Regions from separate parts of the Mus musculus genome. Here region 2 is linked to region 1. A link is a contact called in public HiChIP or PLAC-seq data. All regions are on one chromosome and are shown on one strand. Each heading gives the region's core, a stretch centred on a gene start, on an enhancer-like site or on the middle of the called end of the contact. The rest is flanking DNA. Distances are from core to core; before and after follow the strand shown.

Evidence for each region. HiChIP or PLAC-seq counts read pairs in DNA pulled down with a chosen protein or histone mark.
Region 2: an H3K4me3 HiChIP or PLAC-seq map of intestinal crypt epithelium shows a contact between it and region 1, with 8 times the contacts expected there. The contact joins the promoter of Slc2a2 here to the enhancer-like site in region 1. A contact is called at or near these places in 3 of 39 promoter capture datasets (embryonic stem cells, liver and stem cell-derived epiblast-like cells), 5 of 484 Hi-C or Micro-C datasets (embryonic stem cells, liver and palatal mesenchyme), 2 of 115 datasets of contacts at active chromatin or transcription factors (intestinal crypt epithelium and kidney) and 1 of 9 other capture datasets (embryonic stem cells).

What each region holds. Positions count from the first base shown.
Region 1 is chr3:28,561,226-28,564,975 of GRCm38.p6, forward strand. Tnik (TRAF2 and NCK interacting kinase) reads left to right here. Exons shown (of 33, transcript NM_026910.1): 10 at 2,850-3,025. Among named protein-coding and RNA genes, the nearest start is that of Gm52603, 120 kb to the right of the region's middle. Within about 2 kb of position 1,641, at least 16 of the 459 cell types and tissues checked have an H3K27ac peak or open chromatin away from gene starts, as enhancers often do. A contact at or near this core is called in intestinal crypt epithelium, where this site is marked.
Region 2 is chr3:28,696,231-28,699,980 of GRCm38.p6, forward strand. Slc2a2 (solute carrier family 2 (facilitated glucose transporter), member 2) reads left to right here and starts at 1,673. Exons shown (of 11, transcript NM_031197.2): 1 at 1,673-1,801. The coding sequence starts at 1,787.

The DNA of each region.
Region 1 (3,750 bases), core at 391-2,890:
AAACAGGTATTCAACTTCCATGAAGTTCTTTCACTTGTAATTAAATGTGCAATTAAACATATTGATTCCTTGGTCACAGCAACTTAGAAAATAAGTGAGCACTTCTTTAAAGACATGGGAGTTTGTTTTGGGGTCATTCTTGGTGGAAATGGGGCCCTGCTATGTAGTCCAGGTTGTCCCCAAATTCACTATATAACTTATAGCCTCAAACTCATGGTGATCCTCCTGCCTCAACCTTCCAAGTTGCTAGGAGTATGGGAATGTGCCAGCACACTAGACTTGAGGGTATGTTTTAAGTGAGCAACATTTTCTCTTCAAATGATGCCTATAAAAAGGATAGAGACGTATTACTGGCTCTGCAAGCTCTGTGCCTTATCTCTGTCCTTTGGACAGAGGTCGTTCCCTCCAGCAGAGCTCTGAAAAGGGAGATCTTGTAGCCAGTTCTTTTAATGGAACACTGCTGGAGCACTGTTCTGCCCGTAGAGTTTAAGGTTTTTCTGGCTCTTTTTTTTTTTTTTTTTTTTTTGGTTGTTTTGTTTTTACATGTCAGTGTTTGAAAAACGAATGCACAGTCTATTGAGGTCTGGATCTCATTTTTCAAATTGGATGTGATTGCTTTTATTTATCACCCTCTAATTAATAGTGGAGCACTTTACAATAAAAAATCAGCACTCCCTCCTAGCCGCCAGTGAGAGAGCACTCATGTTCCCTGTGAATATTTTATAGCTGTCTTACGTTAGTCTGGTTTTCAATGGTTTTGATGCTGGTTTCTTACTCAGAGCAGCACATGGCATTTGCCAGGTTTGCCGATGTTGTTTTGAGGTTCCTGTCATATAGTTTCCAGTTCATTCCTTAGATGAGTCATTTATCCCACTTTTTTCTTTTTAGTTGATTGGTTTGGGAAAGAGAATCATACTACTCCTTGCAACAAATCGCTCCCTTTCTTGCATTATTTTATGTACACATATAATATATATTAACTATTTATTTATTCTCTCTGTATATCTGTATGTCTGTCTGTATGTGTGTGTCTGTGTCTGTGTGTGTGTGTGTCTATGTGCGTGTATGTATGTGTGTGTGCAGTCAAGCACATGTTACAGTACAGACATAGAGATCAGAGGACAACTGTCAGGAGTTGGTTCTCTCCTTCCATCTTGTCGATGCAGGGTCTCTCTTGATGCTTCTGCCTTGCTATGTACTCCAAGATGGCTGTCCCTGAGCCTCCAGACTTCCTTAAGTCTCCCTTTGGGGACTAGGATAACAGATGCTAACAGTCCCACAGCCTTCTGACTTGGGTCTGGGATTGAACCCAGGTTGTCACGTTTGTACATGACCTTACCTGCTGAGCCTTCTCCCCAACCCTCTCTTGACCTTGGATGCTGGAAGACACGCCGCTCATGGGGTTCTATGCGATGAAGATACTTCCTCAACCCTGAAATACATATGTTTCTGGGAAACGCTCCTGTCAGGGAATATGACAAAGTCTTCTTTTGGAGGTGGATGGATGGGGGGAAATCCATAGTACATCCACAAGAGGGCAACAGAGAGCAAAACCTGGCTCCCTTCAGAGTAGGCAGGGCGCTCCGTTGTCTGGGGTTCCACTGAGATCTTGGGTGGAGAATCACTGAGGTCCCTGTGGCGAGCCTTGGAAAGGCACACACACTGGGAAGCTGGGAAGTTAATTACTTCCAACTCTGGATAACTTCTTGGAACTTTCAGCAAGGACACACATGCTCTATCCATAAATCCAGGCTAAAGTCCACAGTAACTGCTGCTGCACTGTGGCCCTGCCTGCCCTGGCTGCTGTGGTATCTGCCTCCAGGGCTTCCCAGCTTCCAGAACACTTTAGCATAGGCTTTATCTAGAAAGAAATTGGGCCTTCAGGGGAGTGGGGATTAGTTAAGTGTAGGAGCTAAAATACCACAGCTAAATCTCCAAGTCCTTATCTTGGTGGCCATCTTTCCCTCATCGTCGACTAGAAAACAGAATTCAGAAGCAACTGTAAGGTTGCTATTTAGACATTTGGCCCAGGCAGGTGTGGTGGTGCACACTTTTAATCCGAGTACTTAGGAGGCAAAGGCAAGCAGATCTCTGAGCTCAAGGCCAGCATGGTCTGCAAAGAGAGTTCCAGGACAGCCAGGACTGTTACACAGAGAAACCCTTTCTCAAGAAACAAAACAAAACAAAACAAAGCAAAGCAAAGCAAAGCAAAGCAAAGCAAAGCAAAGCAAAGCAAAACAAAACAAACAAAATTACTCCGATCTGTGTTCTTTTTATCATATGAGAATCTTGTTCATTTCCATGAGGCAGCTGCCTCACCCCTCCTTCCTCTGTTTTCCACACTCTGGCTGGTGTTTCATGCCTGATGGACGCTGCTCACTGTAGTGTTCCCTGGCGTATAGTACTCCCAACTCCCTGATTATACTGACTCGGCACCCGTCTGAGTCACCCTCTTCACACTGAGAATGTGGTCCTCCCGAGTCTGTAAAGCCTCAGTTGCCTCACTCTAGAGTGCTTGCCTGTCTTCTTCCCTTCACAGGTCATTGTCCTCTTGGTTCCTTCTGTGCAAGCTTGTGTTCCAGTATGGAAACGTTTCCATGTGTATAACTACTGTATGTTATCTTGTGTCTATGTCAATGGTGGTCACACCCTCGAACTTCACTGTGCTGATAGGCTGAGAGATGATCTGTGATTTGTTGGTTCCCCGTGCTCATCAGATGGACCATTCTCTCTCTCTCTCTCTCTCTCTCTCTCTCTCTCTCTCTCTGGTCACATTTCAAAAGGTGTATTTATTTGCTTTTCTTTTAGGTTAGCATTCTATCAGTGAATTCATCTCTTTTGTCTGGCAGGTCAAAAAAATTCCAGTCATTTATCGAGAGCTGCTTGGTAAAGAATCACAGCCAGCGGCCAGCCACGGAGCAGTTGATGAAGCACCCATTCATACGAGACCAACCTAATGAGAGGCAGGTCCGCATCCAGCTGAAGGACCACATTGATCGAACAAAGAAGAAGCGAGGAGAAAAAGGTTAGTTGCCTGTTTGTATTTCAGAGCAAGAAACAAAAGGCAGTTCACTGTGGGCTCTTGGTATATTTGGAGGTGACTGGAGAGTTCCTCATAGGCTGCATTATTCTTTCGTGTGAAATCTGCCTGTTAGGTCAGAGCCGGGGGAATGAGTGAAAAGAAATTACCAATCTCCTTGGAAAAATTCGACCTGTGAGCCATATTTCTTTTAGGCACCAAACAAAGCCATGATGGGTGATACTATGAAGCACTGTAGACGACAAGTGACTTCAAATGAATATTCATGTTCCAAAGAGTGACATCTACACATGTCAGCCAACCTAAAGACATCATCTGATTGGCATCCCCTGCATTGATTGGCATCTCCTGCATTGACGTTCTATGCTCCAAGACTTGATCCTGTTGTTTAGAAGTCAGAAAAGAATTTCTTACAGCGTTAGTAGATGTAAAAAGGTCCCTGGGTTGCCAAGCTAGCAGTGTGGCATCAGAGTTCAGTCTGAAGGTCCCTGAATGCACTTCCTCATTTAATAGATGTACACATTCCTCTCCTGTACACTCTTCCCTGTGTCATGGAAAGCACGGGAGCACAGATGTGACACGTTGGGACTGTGCCCAAGCTGTTGGAATGGAGGCTTACAATCCTCCTTGTCCCTGACTTAAGTGAAAGCTTGCATGTCTGCTGCAGGGCTTATGGCCAGATGAGCATAAGGTGGGGAGGAAGGGGAAGT
Region 2 (3,750 bases), core at 423-2,922, 140 kb after region 1:
CTCTCTCTCTCTCTCTCTCTCTCTCTCTCTCTCTCTCTCTCTCTCTCTCTCTCGATCTCCCTCCCTCTCTTATGCCACCACACCAGCACTGTGCCGAGTAAGCGAGTCCAGCTCTGAGAAGTGCTGAGCAGTTCTTGGCACGGAAGGGAACGCTATAAAGATTAATGTCACTGCTATTAGCCCTTTCCATGCCTGCCTTCTAAGACATTGCACGCTGTGTCCCCACTTCAGTGTAAAGTCCTGGCAGGAGGTGACTGGGTCTCATTGGTGATAAGTTAGAGCATACAACCATGCTGAGCTCTGCTGAAGTTTGGGCTTTGAACTTAGTTGTTTGCCTCCCGTGTTGTCACCTTACAGAAATGTGGACACACATTAAAAACAACAAAAATCTAGGCATGGCCTGACAGTGCCTATAATCCCTGCACTGGAGTGGATCCGTTGGCCTGTCAGCTTGCCCACACGTATGGCTTTCAGAGTCTCTGAGGTCCTGTCGCAAATAGAGACAGGATAATAGGGTAATAGAGGAAGACTCTCAATACTGATTCCTGGCCTTCACACAGAGGAGTACACATATAACACATATACAGAGAGACAGACAGAGAGAGAGAGACAGAGAATGAATGAATGGATGAATGAATGAATGAGAAGAGATGGGAAAACGTCAGACTAATTAAACCCAGTTTCCTTCCGACCTTCATGTTCCTGTCATTTGGCCACCGGTTCTTACATTTCCTCTGCTGTAAACTGGCTCCATCCAGATGGACTGTGTGGATGGCAGTGACCACAGCTGGCAGTCCCAGGGAAGCTACCCAAACTTTGGTATCTCCCCCAGTATTTTTGTATCAGATGCCACAGGGGATTCCTAGGAAGAAACAGGGTCAAGACACGTAAGCAGAATTCACTGGAAAGCCAAGGCTATAGCAAGCACACTACGGCTCCCAACCAGGCTCTCTATGTGTAGCCAAGGCTATCCTACAACTCTCATGTGATCCAGTGAGTCTCCAATGCACAGCCTCCCCAGTTAGAGCATTATAGATGTGCGCCACCGCATCTGGCTCCGCACTCTCATCTTGAGATACACTGACTTAATAATAACAGTAGAAAGCACATTGCCACTATCTACTGAGAACTTTTTCTGTGCCAAACATTTATCACGTTATTTCCCTTAATCCCCTCAACAAAACAAAATGAGTGTGCTATCTTCCCTATTTTATCAGGCCAAAAATCAAACAGTAGAAACCTAAGACACAGAAAAGTCACAGGGTTTGACTCGCTTAAGTTCATCCTCACTAAAATGCTGTGATTCCAACCCCAGTGCAGATCCCTCCACACCTCACACAGATAACCGATGCTGCCACACTCTGTGGCCACAGAGCCCACAGAACTAATTTTCTGCAGAACAAACTGCTCTGTGCCCTCCCAACTTTGTCTTCCCGACACCACTGCATGCCTCGGCTTCCACAAAAGACCCCACAGGCTGCCCCTCTCAGCTGTCCCTGTCCCATTTCTGCCACACTTATCAGGCTGAAAATGGGTCTGTCTCTGGTTTGTAACTTATACTTATGAGACCTGCTACTGTGCTCAAGCCACAAGTCATTGGGGTAAAGGGTGTATTGATTGGATTACCATCAATACTCAGCTTCTGTTAAAAAGGTCAGAACTACCTCTCTTTGCTCCTCCTCCTCCTACAATGTATAACCAGGTAGAGTGAGCACTCTGGCTGGTCAGCTATTCATCCACATTCAGTACAGGACCTGGATTAAGAGGACAATTCCACACACACACAATGTCAGAAGACAAGGTACAGCGACCTTGGGGTCCTTTGGCTTTGGTTTTGAGGAGGTTGGGAATCTATTTAAGGCAGTGAACTTATACGCTGGCACTGGATGCAGTTACCACAGGTCCAGGCTACCTCTTTGCTTGGTCAATTACTAATCCTTTTGGCTACTAAGCAAATTCCATGTTCTTATTCAGTAATCGGACTTTTCAGGATATTTGCTGTTTTGAATAGCTATTGTAAGAATGTACCTACCACCCCCACGATCTGGGGAAAGTTAACAGGACTCAAATCATGAAAGTGGATCTGGAATGTTCAAAAAATGTCCAGGAATGAAAGGTAGTTCTAGATTCAGAGACTGAGAACTGATTGTTGCAGGCGACCTTGGACCATGGGAAGAAGAAGAAATGATCGGATGAAGCACCATCTGGGGGACTATGACCTTGGGCTGACTCTTAGCTAATACTAGCATAGCCTGTGTTGTATTCATGGCTGTGACAGCATTGCAATCAGACAGGGATTTTTGCCTTTGTTCTTAAGGAGAGTACCAGTTGAAGTCGTTAGGAATGAGGTGACACAATTAACCTGCAGCTTAATTTTAAATGGTTCAGCCAAACCAATACGCGTTAAGAAACCAATGTGGTGAGTGTTAGGTAATTACTGGGGAGCAAAGTGAAGGCTGTGGGGTTTTCATTTTCCTGGTATTTCAATGTCTCTGTAGATAGAAGGCTTTTTCAAATAAAACCTTCAAAAGAATGTGTCATTCTTCTGCGCTTACAAGTTCTCCCCAACCCCTGCATACGGCAATGGTGTAGACGTTGATAAATCTTCACCCCTGTTAAGATTCTCGTACACTGACCTGGTGAGGCTGTGCGGAGTGCTCTTTTGTGAGGGACACCACGTATTGTGGAATCAGCCAGGCTCGGGGGTGGGTTCTAATGCTGTGTGTGCTGCTGAGACTCGGACTAGATCAATTGGCCTTTGTGTTTTCTACACTGTGCTAACATAAGGACTCCTGGTGTATGACACGGGCAATCTGGGCTTTCTTTTAGTGATCTGTGAATGAAGTGATCTCTTCGGAGCTCAGAGTCAGTAAAAGACAACATGAGGAAGGCTTAGAGGGCAAATGTTTAAATGTCAGTTATGTATTTGTACAATGCATATTTAAAGAATGACCGAGAAATAGAGATTCTGTGAGTACTATAGCTCAGGATAAAGCTATAGCAGGGAGAACTGTAATGATGATTCACTAACGAAGAACCTGAAATTAGTAAGTACAGGGATGCTGTACAGAGTCGGCAGCTATGGAAAGGCAGCCCTCGTAGGCCTGACGTCTAGACGATGTCAAGAGGAAGGGACGGTGCTTAACAGCACCAGCCCAGGAAGGATGCTCAGGCTCTGCAACTTCCCTGTACTTTAGAGACTAAAGAAAAGCTTTCTTCGAAGAGCTAGGGAACCGTCTAAGGAGAGAGCACAGAGAGTGTGGGGATTGCCATAAAGAACAGCATATTCAGCTCAAGTTTAAGGGCTTAGGCAGGGGGTGGTGCTCAGGAGAGTTAGAGTGTCAGCATAGACAACTCCTTGATGCACAGAAAGTTCAAACAAGGGGTGCTCTCTAAGTTCTCCATTTCTTCTGTTGGAAAATGGAGGTGCCAGATACACACACTATGGCTTAAGTTCCCTTGCAACTGAAAACCCTGCAGTGTGAGGCATAGCTGGCCTTTTTCTAAGTTGGATGTGGACTCACCTTTGGCCTGGCTTTTGGAAGCACGTGGAGGCAAATCATATGCTTTCCTAGTCAATCAGTCATCACTGCAAAGTCCATTCTTTCATTTAGCAGTGGGAGTTTAACTGTTCCCTGCTGGGGTATCTGCCCCCGACTGGATAACCTTCCCTGAGCATGGCTTCCTCAGCCATAGAGTGCAGATCATCTCTCGGGCTTTGCACGTGGTTCTGGATATTATGTATGGAAA